Regions from separate parts of the Mus musculus genome. Here regions 1, 2 and 3 are each linked to region 4. A link is a contact called in public HiCAR-type and promoter capture Hi-C data. All regions are on one chromosome and are shown on one strand. The core of a region is the stretch at or near the end of the contact, and the rest is flanking DNA. Distances in the headings are between cores, read along the strand shown.

Evidence for each region. Promoter capture Hi-C pulls out the DNA fragments that hold promoters and counts their contacts. HiCAR-type assays count read pairs that join an accessible place to other places. Capture Hi-C pulls out chosen DNA fragments and counts their contacts.
Region 1: a promoter capture Hi-C map of liver shows a contact between it and region 4, with 5 times the contacts expected there. The contact joins the promoter of Med19 here to the promoter of Itgav in region 4. A contact is called at or near these places in 8 of 39 promoter capture datasets (embryonic stem cells, hippocampal neurons, liver and 4 more), 4 of 484 Hi-C or Micro-C datasets (CD8 T cells, embryonic stem cells, hematopoietic stem and progenitor cells and 1 more), 12 of 115 datasets of contacts at active chromatin or transcription factors (the 230-238 cell line, the NIH/3T3 cell line, astrocytes and 7 more) and 3 of 9 other capture datasets (adipose tissue, embryonic stem cells and liver).
Region 2: a contact with region 4 is called in a HiCAR-type map of astrocytes, with 3 times the contacts expected there. The contact joins the enhancer-like site here to the promoter of Itgav in region 4. A contact is called at or near these places in 3 of 39 promoter capture datasets (the C10 cell line, cranial neural crest and liver), 1 of 484 Hi-C or Micro-C datasets (the HPC-7 cell line), 11 of 115 datasets of contacts at active chromatin or transcription factors (the NIH/3T3 cell line, astrocytes, embryonic stem cells and 6 more) and 3 of 9 other capture datasets (embryonic stem cells, liver and macrophages).
Region 3: a promoter capture Hi-C map of embryonic stem cells shows a contact between it and region 4, with 4 times the contacts expected there. The contact joins the enhancer-like site here to the promoter of Itgav in region 4. A contact is called at or near these places in 4 of 39 promoter capture datasets (cranial neural crest, embryonic stem cells and pre-B cells), 1 of 484 Hi-C or Micro-C datasets (embryonic stem cells) and 8 of 115 datasets of contacts at active chromatin or transcription factors (the 230-238 cell line, the NIH/3T3 cell line, embryonic hindbrain and 4 more).

Annotation. Positions count from the first base shown.
Region 1 is chr2:84,677,045-84,679,744 of GRCm38.p6, reverse strand. Med19 (mediator complex subunit 19) reads right to left here and starts at 1,343. Exons shown (of 5, transcript NM_025885.3): 1 at 1,084-1,343. The coding sequence starts at 1,300. It overlaps Tmx2 (thioredoxin-related transmembrane protein 2), which reads left to right and starts at 917. Exons shown (of 9, transcript NM_025868.4): 1 at 917-1,102; 2 at 1,571-1,894. The coding sequence starts at 1,706.
Region 2 is chr2:84,632,843-84,635,542 of GRCm38.p6, reverse strand. All of the region lies in intron 1 of Ctnnd1 (catenin (cadherin associated protein), delta 1), which reads left to right. Among named protein-coding and RNA genes, the nearest start is that of Ctnnd1, 17 kb to the left of the region's middle. Within about 2 kb of position 1,257, at least 300 of the 459 cell types and tissues checked have an H3K27ac peak or open chromatin away from gene starts, as enhancers often do. A contact at or near this core is called in the HPC-7 cell line, the NIH/3T3 cell line, astrocytes and 6 more, where this site is marked.
Region 3 is chr2:84,458,446-84,461,145 of GRCm38.p6, reverse strand. All of the region lies in intron 2 of Tfpi (tissue factor pathway inhibitor), which reads left to right. Among named protein-coding and RNA genes, the nearest start is that of Tfpi, 14 kb to the left of the region's middle. Within about 2 kb of position 1,280, at least 28 of the 459 cell types and tissues checked have an H3K27ac peak or open chromatin away from gene starts, as enhancers often do. A contact at or near this core is called in embryonic stem cells, where this site is marked.
Region 4 is chr2:83,723,041-83,725,740 of GRCm38.p6, reverse strand. It overlaps Itgav (integrin alpha V), which reads right to left and starts at 1,344. Exons shown (of 30, transcript NM_008402.3): 1 at 822-1,344. The coding sequence starts at 1,006.

The DNA.
Region 1 (2,700 bases), core at 94-2,593, 950 kb before region 4:
AAGACTTAACATGTCCAGAACGCCTCTTAAGTTTTAGCTCTTCAAATTTTTTCTTTCCATGCCTTCCTAGTCTCAGACTACTGTACCCTTTGTACAGGACACTCACAATTCCTCTCTCTGTGTATATTTAGTTCTTTATTTCTGTAGGCTTTACCTTTAACATGTATCCTGTATTCATTTGCTTCCCGACCACTAAGCCCTGGTCCAAACCATTCCTTTTCTGAACACTGACTGGCAACTTCTGATTATCCTATTTTCATTTTTCATGTTTCTGCTGGATATCTAAAAATCACTAAATTAGATCATTTTGCACCTATATTGAAATGACTTCAATTTGAACTTTAAACAACCTACCTTGCCTTATAAAAGCCTCTACCTATTTCCCATCACTACTGGATTTTTTCCGCTTTCCTGAGTCCAATGTGTCTTCTGCCCCTCAGATATTCTAAGCCCCGCCCCCCAAGGTCTCCTGATTTAGTTTCTTGTACCTAGTATCTCCTCTCTATCCAAACAGGGATGGCTTTGTTTATTCTTGAATGCTACCTACTCAGAAATGATTCTGTGAACGCGACGCCTTTTGCAAGGCAGGCAAGAGTTCTACCACTGAGCCACGCCCCCCACCACCACAATTTCCCCGAATAATTTTATGAAAGTAAGAATTGATTCAATTCTAATCCTTTCTTTGAACAGGTTAATCTCCGAGTCCCTGACAAGGAAGGCAACTTGCTACAAACCAACAAGTTTGTGACAGACTTTAAACTAAAATCTTAAGTGTCTCCAGAAATGTTAAATCGGGTCTCCCGAGTTCTAAACAACGGCTCACGTTTTTATAGAGTCACAAACGGCAGTCAGAGAACCCGGATCACAGAACTTCTCGCTGAAGGTTGTCCCAGATATTCACACCCAACCCAAACCCACCCCAGAAAATCAAGTTATCCCTTAGGGTTGTGAATCGCCAAAGGGCTTCTGACACTGTTGCCCACTGGCCCCGCGTAGCCCTGTTATCTCACACCTAGCGGGACAGGCTAGCCACACCCTCACCTGAACTACAATCTGAGTGGCTACTCTTGGCCTACTACTCACCTGGCAATTCCCGCATCAGGTAGAAGGGGCCACTTCCAGCCGTCGACTTATCCGCTCCTGCGGGGGCCGAGGTTGCCGTCGAGGGCGGGGCTGCGCCTGGACCACCTCCCGGAGGAGGAGGGGGTGGCGGGGGTGGCTTTCCAGGCCCAAAGCCTAGGGCGCTTGGTGGCGGTGGGGGGTCAGTCTGAGCTCCAAACAGTGCCGTGAAGTTCTCCATAGCACTCTGCGCTCCTGGTTACCCGGGATCGGGCGTTAATTACTTTGATTGGACAGTACTTTCACAGGGTACCACCCTCTTCGTCTAAGAGTGTCCCATCATTGGATACATTAAGCCCCGCCTACCATCTTCCGGCAACTTACTTCCGTCGCCTGAGAGACTGGTTAGGAAGGTGGTTCGCAGACTAATAGCCAATAAAATGACTCAGTTAGAAAAGCGACAACGATGAGGACCAATAGACTATTTAATTCATTTTCTGATCTATTATAGCATCCAATAAGAGATCTACATCCGGGTCTGGAGGCGTTGCATCTGATATTTGGTCCAATAGAAGCCTTGCTGGTGGGGGCGGAGGACGAAGATTTGGGGAGCGGGAGTGAGCCTGCGAGAGAGTAGGCAGGAAAGATGGCTGTCCTTGCGCCTCTGATTGCTTTGGTGTACTCGGTGCCGCGGCTTTCTCGATGGCTGGCCCGACCTTATTGCCTTCTGTCTGCTCTGCTTTCCATTGCTTTCCTCCTCGTGAGGAAACTGCCACCGATTTGCAATGGTCTCCCCACGCAACGCGAAGATGGCAACCCGTGTGACTTTGACTGGGTGAGCGCCCCCTGCCTTACCAGCTCTCGACCTTGACCATCCCTGCCCTGCAGGTGCATGTGAAAATCTGGGAGCAGGTTTCGGGATGTAGCCGCCTTACAGACTGAGTGCAGAGCCTAGGCCGTTATCTAGTCATAACCTCCGTGTTTAAGATGGAGAAACAGATTACAGGGTTTCCATCACAGATGAACAGTATTCTACAGTGATTCCAAGCTACCTGGGGCGCCAGTGAAGAAAAGGCCAATAGTAGAAATACCATTAAATTTTTTTTGTTTAATTTTTAACGAAGTGATCACAGTGTAGTTAGGCGATTTCCCAAGGAAACGCAGCGTTCAGAAAGTGCTGTCTAACCTTATTCAATTCTCTGATAGACTGGCAGACGAAGGTCGCTGACTCAACAAAATAAATGACTTGGATGGAAAATCGAATACTCTGGGCATAGTAACTATGCACACTATCTTCCTGCGGTGGGATAGAAAAACAGGGAAGATTACAAAAATATGAGGTGTGGGGAGGGAGGCCCCTCAACCATCTAAGAAGCAGTATGTAAGAACAATTAACATTTGCCGTAAAGGTTGTGGACATAGAGCTAATAAATACCTATACAGGTATTTATGCTAAAATAGCAATGACCAGGACTTAAGGCCTAAAGGTATTGATATAACCTTGGGCAGGCCTCACATGTTCTGGGACTCTCAAATAAGATTAACTTTGTTTACATTAAAGATACAGTACTGTTGCCAGGCTTTGTGTTGTACCCTTTTGATCCCAGCTCTCTGGAGACAGAGGCAGGTGGACTTCTTTAA
Region 2 (2,700 bases), core at 8-2,507, 910 kb before region 4:
TATGCTATGCTTATTTATGGATCTAGGATTTAATTAAGAATGGAATTCTAGGAGGGCATGGATGATGTTAGATAATGTTGATGTACTATGTAGGTTGCAGAAGTTGTTTGGGGTTTGAAGGGGGCAAAGAAACTGGTAATCCTGGAGCCTTTCTGTGTGGCACCTTGCTACCCACAGGAGTACCCACCCTGCCTATTTGATTTCAGCATCCCCTTACTGCAGGTGGCCAATGTTTACCCCTAACCGGGCATAGCTGGTAGTTCCCTGGGATTGAAGTAGTGTACCCATGACAGTTTGTCCTCCTCCTGCTGCCCCCTTTCTTTCTTGTTTTGTTTTTCCTGCTCTTCATTCCAGCTGTGAAGTAGGCATCTTTTATCACTGTTGATTGGGTGGCTGAGTCCTCAACTTCTTGCTAAGCTGGCTAGCTCTGAGCACACACACAGACCCGCCTTTGATTGACCAGGAGGACAGCTGCCCTAGAGGCAGATTGCTAACATACCGCTAGAACAATCCCTTCCCTCTGTCTGATGCTGCCAGCACAGTCTTCTCTGCTTCTTGTTCCTTCTCTTTCTCATCCCAACTGTGATCTTTGCGCTTGACTTAGTGAGATGTCATAATTAAAAAACAATATTTTGATGAGATTTTCTTATTTGAGGTGGCATAAGGGTGACTGTTTTTTGCTAAATTTCTAGATGAGGCTTGCCAATCAAAGTAGGTGATTGGTATAAAGAAGTACCTGATTTTGATTTGAGTACTTGCTCCTTATAAAAAGAAACTTAGTCAGATGCTGGGAGGTGGTGGCTCATGCTTGGGGACCACAGGTAGGCAGATCTCTTTGAGTTCAAGGATAGAAAGGCTACAAGGAGAGACTCCCCGTCTCTAAATACAAAAACAAAACAACAAAAAAGAAACGTATAGAATACGAGCCCCAGAACTGAGGAATGCTTTGCCTTGTAAAGGGAAGGTAAGACCCAAAGGTCCCTCGGGGTGGATCCACTACTCCTTGCCCATGTCTACCCTACTTCCTTCCTCAAACGTGTGTGTGTGTGTGTGTGTGTGTGTGTGTGTGTGTGTGAGAGAGAGAGAGAGAGAGAGAGAGAGAAGATAGGAGCTCACTCTGTAGCCCAGACTAGCTTGAAATTCTCTTGTTTCAGCCTCCCTTGTATTTTTTGTATTTGGATTACAAGTATGTAATACTATCATATCCTGCTCAAAAAATAACAATAAAACCCCTTGTTTTAACTTTTGTGTACTTAGGATGACTCATAACACTGGAAGCATAGAAAGTTCCTACCCTCCCGTGTGGGGAGAAGTACTATGGCCTTGAGTAGGGCTGCTTACCGGCAGTGCTACTTACGATATGTTCACTTAGTATAGCAAAGCAGACATAGCACTGTGGGCAGAGAGCCGCTGGAGCCCACCTAGGTTTTCAGAGAATATGGCCATCACACAGGTACTGGCCAGACCACCTTACAGACAGGTTGGTACTGGATCAGAAGGTACTGAGAAGATTCTGCTGAGAATTTCTATGGGGAGATTGCAGCACACTGTGCTCTAGGCCTGGGTTTTATCTTTCATTCAGATGGGAAAGCATTTCATCCTGTTACCTGTTAATATAGTTAAAGTGTCGTGCTTCCTGTCACTGCTTTCTTCATAGATGCACTGTTGTTCATAAAGACAGATGTTTCCAAAACCTCACAGAAGGGGTATCTATTGATAGTCTCATCAAGGCTTTGAAAAATGAGGGACTTTGTGCATATGGCTCAGGTACATGATTCCACCTTTTCCAAGTTATTTTCAAATGATGAGCAAGAGATGAGGAATGACATAGAGAGAAAGTAAAAGGATTGGTGAGAAGCTGTGTTTTAAAAACAAAGAATGTGAGTTCATGTCAGTTGAATGGCTTCTCCTAAACCCGAAGCGTAAGCTTTTCTTCTAGGGTTTTTTTTTTGGGGGGGGGGGCTGGGGGGAATATAATAAATCACAGCAGATTTAAGAATTTTCCTTCCCTTTCCTTTTTTTAAAAAAAAATTTTAATTAGATATTTTCTTCATTTACATTTCAAATGTTATTCACCCCCCCCTTCCTTCTCTTTTAATAAGAGTTACACAGTATCATCAAATTCTGTTAGATTTTTCTCACTTTACTGCCCTCCCTTCAGGAAGGAGAAAGGCATTTGGCCTGTCCCCTTCCTGGAGTCTGACCCCTCCCCCACCCCTCCCTTTTATCTTAGTTTCCTTATCGGCTTCTCTCGAGCCCTGCTTTTTCCTTATAAGGCTAGGCAAGGTCCCTTTGCTTCTGTTGCAGAGGGATCTAGATGAGTAGCTGTCTCGGTGTCTGTTGAAAAAATTCAGTATCTGTCCCAGTGGAGGGCCTTGGAGAGAGGCACCTGGCTAATGGGGGAGGAGAGGGAGGTGGCCTGGCCTGAGAGATCAGAAGGACTTGTTAGACCAGTCCTGTGTATGTGTCATACAGCTCCAAAGAGAAGCAGGTTTTGTTTCTTTCCATGCCCTCTTAGTCCTGGGTTCCTTGATAGAGTCACACCTTTCTTTTGCTTCAAAGCTAGCCCAACTTTAGCCAGTGTTAATATGCTAGGATTTGGGGAGTTGCAAGGATATGTAGGAGGGGGGAAAAGAGCAAAAGTAATGTTCTATGTTGTTTCTGAACTTAGGCCTTGACGAAGTGATTCCCCCACCCTTC
Region 3 (2,700 bases), core at 31-2,530, 740 kb before region 4:
CTCAGAATCCAGGAATGGTGAGGCTCATATTCTATGCTGTGTGGAGGGGAAAAAAGGAAGAGGCTGTCCTGAGACAGAGAATAAAGCGATTAGAGATCCCTGATGGTGCTCAGTCACTTGGTTCTAGCTGTTTCTGAGATTAATACAAATCAGTCCTTCTAGGCCCAGGTAGCTCCACATTGTCTGGAACGTGGTTAGTGACATTTTGACCGAATTCATCTAAGCTGGTTTTGACTACGTTGGAACCAAGCACAGACTAGATGACTAAATAAGTGATTTTTTTAAGCTGCAGCCTTTAAATAGGATTAACTTGGTAGACGTAGAGTCTCTATTCTTGAGTTTTTAGCAGGCATTCTACCTAAGCCGGCATTCTGAACCAGGCAGACAAAAACCTTACCTCCCAGTACATTCAAAACACAGCTGCAACGGACTTCCCGTGGAACCAAATGGAATCAAAGCGTCTCCGAAAGTATTTGAAAAAAATCAAATTAAAACCTAGATGTTTAGTAGAAATACTCTTTATAATCACATGTGTGGATCAGACTCTCATAATGGCATGAGGTATGTTGTATGAATTATAAATTTGTAACATTTTCAATGGGCACACATTACTTCACTATTCATGTATTTCAGTCCACCCATGCCTTTTTTATTTCTTTTTCTTTTTCTTTTCTTTCTTTCTTTCTTTCTTTTTTTTTTTTTTTTTTTTGAGATAGGGTTTCTCTGTGTAGCCCTAGCTGTCCTGGAACTCACTCTGTAGACCAGGCTGGCATGGAACTCAGAATATTTATGTATTTTCTATTTGTCAGTATTCTGATTTGGCAGTTTCTGGAATCAAGAATTATGACAGAAATTTCTATAACTTAAAAATTATGCAGTCTTAGTTATTCTGTTATAGAAGTAAAAATTGAGACAATAACGTATATGATACAAAGACAGGCATTTGAAGGGGTAGCTGTAGATCACGCATTTGCGCTGACTCTGAAGCCTCAACATCCCGTTTCCCGGTCCTTTCCCGGTCCGGCATCGTTTCCTTTCCCCTTTGAGTGCAAAGAGGAAGTCTTTGTGTGTGTGTGTGTGTGTGTGTGTGTGTGTGTGTGTGTGTGTGTGTGTGTGTATTTTGTTTTTTAAAGCTACATGTTTTTCAACTTCTTTTCCTTTTAAGATCCAGATCTTTAAATCTTTCTGAAACAGGAAATGTCCCACTTCCTACGGGAATCCATTTCCCTCGGGCTGCAAAAGGGCTGGCTCATCACTTGCCTGTCTTAAAGGCGGACAACTCCTTAAACCAGGGAAAGGTGACTTGATGAGCTGCAGGGAGGGAGTGGCTGGGGTCCATTGTGTTCAGCTACTCAGTGCTTATCTCGCAGAAAACCTGGTTAGGAAACGGGAGTTCTCAAACAAATACCACAAGAGACAAGGAGGGGATTTGTGACAATGCTTCCTTCTGAAGGAGGGACCAAAGCAAGAGGAAAGAGAGACAAAGTTGAGAGCTGCCTTCAGAATGTTGACGTCAAGAACAACAAAATAATTGGAAAATAAGAGTTCTGACTAAGAAAGCAAAGTTGCTGAGTGGCATGGAAAGTGCAACCTGTTTATACCCAAACCAGTTTTTAAAAACATACTAATATAACAAGTATAATAAGCAGGTATTTTATTATTTTAGTATATATATTATATATACATATATGTGTGTAATATATTATATATAATTATATATATAATATTTTGTGTACATATACAAAATCATATAAAATATTATATATAATCTTTAATGATTTTTTTACTATTTACATTTTTCACACTTTTTCTAATTAGATATTTTCTTCATTTACATTTCAAATGCTATCCCAAAAGTCCCCTATACCCTCCCTCCTGCCCTGCTCCCCAACCCACCCATTCCCGCTTCCTGGCCCTGGCATTTTCCTGTACCGGGGCATATGATCTTCTCAAGACCAAGGGCCTCTCCTCCCATTGATGGCCTACTAGGCCATCCTCTGCTACATATGCAACTAGAGACACAGCTCTGGAGGGTACTAGTTAGTTCATATCGTTGTTCCTCCTATAGAGTTGCAGACCCCTTCAGTTCCTTGGGTACTTTCTCTAGCTCCTTCATTAGGGGCCCTGTGTTCCATCCAATAAATGGCTGTGAGCATCCACTTCTGTATTTGCCAGGCGGTGGCATAGCCTCACAGGAGACAGCTATATCAGGGTCCTGTCAACAAAATCCTGCTGGCATATGTAATGGTGTCTGGGTTTGGTGGCTGATTATGGGATGGATCCCCGGGTGGGGCAGTCTCTGGATGGTCCTTCCTTCCTTCTCAGCTCTGAACTTTGTCTCTGTAACTCCTTCCATGGGTCTTTAATGATTTTTTACAGTCCAGTTGTTACCCCATTCTGGTCTGCCTCTGACAGTTCCTCATCCCATTCCTTCCTCTTTCCCGAAGTCCCCTCTCAAAGAGGATCCCCCCACCCCCACTTCTCCACTCCCTGGGACCTCTAGTCCCTCAAGGGTTATGTGTGGCATCTCTGACTGAAGCCAGACCTGGCAGTCCTCTGCTGTATATACATGTCAGGGGCCTCAGTCCAGCTAGTATGTGCTGCCTGCCGAACCAGTTTTTTTATTCATTCATTTTAGGTTGCATTTACAGCATCAAGCCATCATTCTGACCTTCCCTCCCCACCAGTACTTCTATTTAT
Region 4 (2,700 bases), core at 95-2,594:
GGATGAGAATGATGCCAGCGTTGAGTCAAAGACAACTTTAATCCAAAAACACGACATTAGCCGTCACAAATCCTCAGGAACTTTGCAACACGGGACGTGAGTAATTTGAAAGCCTACGTGACCTGCTGTATTCTTCAGCATTGAAGTGACCTGCAGAGAGTGAAAACTCAGCAAACACCCTCGCTCTGTCTGAACAATGACCTAAATAGTGGACTAGAAAGGAGCAGATGACGCATTCCATTCATCTGGTGGACCTTAAACGCGCAAAGGTCTCATAGTCCTTTACAAATTAATACAACAATTTGGTCACTTTAGTCATCGGAGTGTCTAGAAGAGGAGTGGGAAAAAAACCGAGAGAGAGAGAGAGAGAGAGCGAGAGAGAGAGAATCAGACGAAGGAAGAGCTAATTTCAGAAAGCAAAAAGCACTAGGAAGAGGCTAACTGGTTGATACGGAAGAAAAAAATTCTGGGGCCAAGTGAAGCAAGTTACGGAATGACAAGAGATGGCCAAAAGTCTCGCAGGACAAGCCTGTACAGATGTCTCACTTTTCCTGGATGCTTAACAGAGCTCCTTCAAAGCTCTCTCGCACTGTCCCCAGCCAATCAGAAGAAGTTGGGGACACGGTGAAACTGGATGCTGAGTGTCAGGTTAGGTCATCCCCACAAAAGTTTCATCCATGCCAGACCTGGGCCAGCCGCGGCATGGAGAGAGTAGGCGGGTTTGGGGCCGGGAGGACCCTGGAGCCAGCGGCTGGGTGCGGATCCGCTGAGGGTGCGCGGTGGGGGAGGGGGCGCCTGGGGACTCGAGCGCGGCCACTTACGAGGACGTGCTGGGCTCGAAGAAGTCCACGGCGAATCCGAAGTAACTTCCCTCGGGACCCGCATACTCGGCGGGACTTTCGACGTCCAGGTTGAAGGCGTCGGCGAGGGGCAGCAGGAGACCCGGCAGCAGCAGCAGGAGGCCGCCGGGGCGAGGGCGTAGCAGCAGGCGCCCGGGAGCAGCCATCGCCGGGGCGCGCGCGGGGCGCAGAGCCGAAAGACTTCAGTCCCTGTCCCGGTGCTCGGTGGCCGCGGCCCGCCGCCTGCGCGCCCCCGAACTGCCGAGCTGTGCTGTGCGCTTGCGGTCAAGGGCGGCGGGGCGGCCGGGCGGCGCGAAGCTGAGCCGGGCGGCACCCAGGAGGAGCGGTGTCCGACCCGGGACTCCGGCTCTGTCGCTGGCTCGCGCGGTGCCTGGCGCTGAGAAGTGGCGGGGCGAGCACAGTACCTCGGAACCGTGAGCAGCCCGGACTGGGGGAGGAGGCCGGGGAGGAGGAGGAGCCGGCCAGGCCGGGCCGCCCCGCCGAAAGAGGAAGTCGCGCTCACGGTGGCCTCCCACAGGAGAAGGCCGGGCGCACTTCCGTGCGCGCTGGCGGCCGGTCCTCCGAGGCTGTCCCGGGACTGCGGCCCAGATCCAAAGGACCAGGGGGGCAGTGGCAGCGCGCCTCCAGCCGAAGCCCTGCAAGCCGGGGACTGGCTGCAATCAAAAGAAAAAGAACCAGGCACACCCCGTTCCCTGGTTCCTCCAGGCACTTCTGAGGGACTTTTGTTTAAGAATGCGGAAAGCTTTATCCGCTTCTCTTACTTCTGCCACTTAGCCCGGCAGGCGCTCACCAACAGAACTCTGTAATTATATGCCATTTCCCTCCCCTTCCATCCTCCACACACTGAACTTAATTATAAACTCCCAGAGGGCTAGCACAGCTCCTCCCGGATGCGGTGTGTGGAACTGGATCTCACTGGCTGACAAAAACGTTGCAAGGCAAAGTTTAGGTGATGAGCCTCTCAAATCCACCCAGAAGACTTCAAGCCTGTGCTTGGATCTTCTCTTTTCTTTCTTTTACTTCCTTTCCTTTTTTCTTTTCTGTTTCTTGCTTTCCAGTTCCAATTCTTCTTCTGGCCTCTGTGTGTATCAGGCATGTACGTGGGTCACACCCATACACACAAAATAAGTCTTTTTTGTTTTGTTTTGGTTTTTTTTGGTTTTTTTTTGTTTGTTTTTGTAAATTTGCTCAGTATTCCTGTGTTCTATGTATATCAAGTGCTAAACAATTTGATGAATGGGCCGGGAGTGGTGATCCATGCTTTTAATGTGGTGGCAAATGCTTTTAATCCTAGCACCATGAAGTGAGAAGCAGGAGGATCTGGTCTGTGTAGCAAATTCCAGGCTGGCCAGGCCTACAGGTAAGACCTTGTCTCAGAAGGGAGGAGGAAGAGGAAGAGGAGGAGCAAGATAAGAAGGAAGAGGAGGAAGAGGAGAAGGGTGAGACGAAGAAAGAAGAAGGAATGAAGAATTTGGTCAATAGGATAAAATGATTAAATATAAATGCATTGCTTAGGCCTTGCATACTTCCAAGTAAAGTAGTGGAGAATTTGAACTATTTTCCCAAAACAGTTATTAAAAATCAGTCCCAGACTAAGCACAGAGGCAGTAGGCCCCCCTGAGCCCAGTCAACATAAGAAGATCCCTGTCTCACACAGCAGAAAAAACACCTCAGTGTCAGCATGCATTCATCTCATAACATAAGTAATCATGTGTGGGGGTGTGGATAGCCTTAGTTGGGTTAAGCAAGTTGATTTTTAAAATGTAAAAAATAAGCAGCAAAACTGTTGGGAGATCTTATCAGCCACAGGCTAATACCTATGTAAAAGCCACCTCAGAGA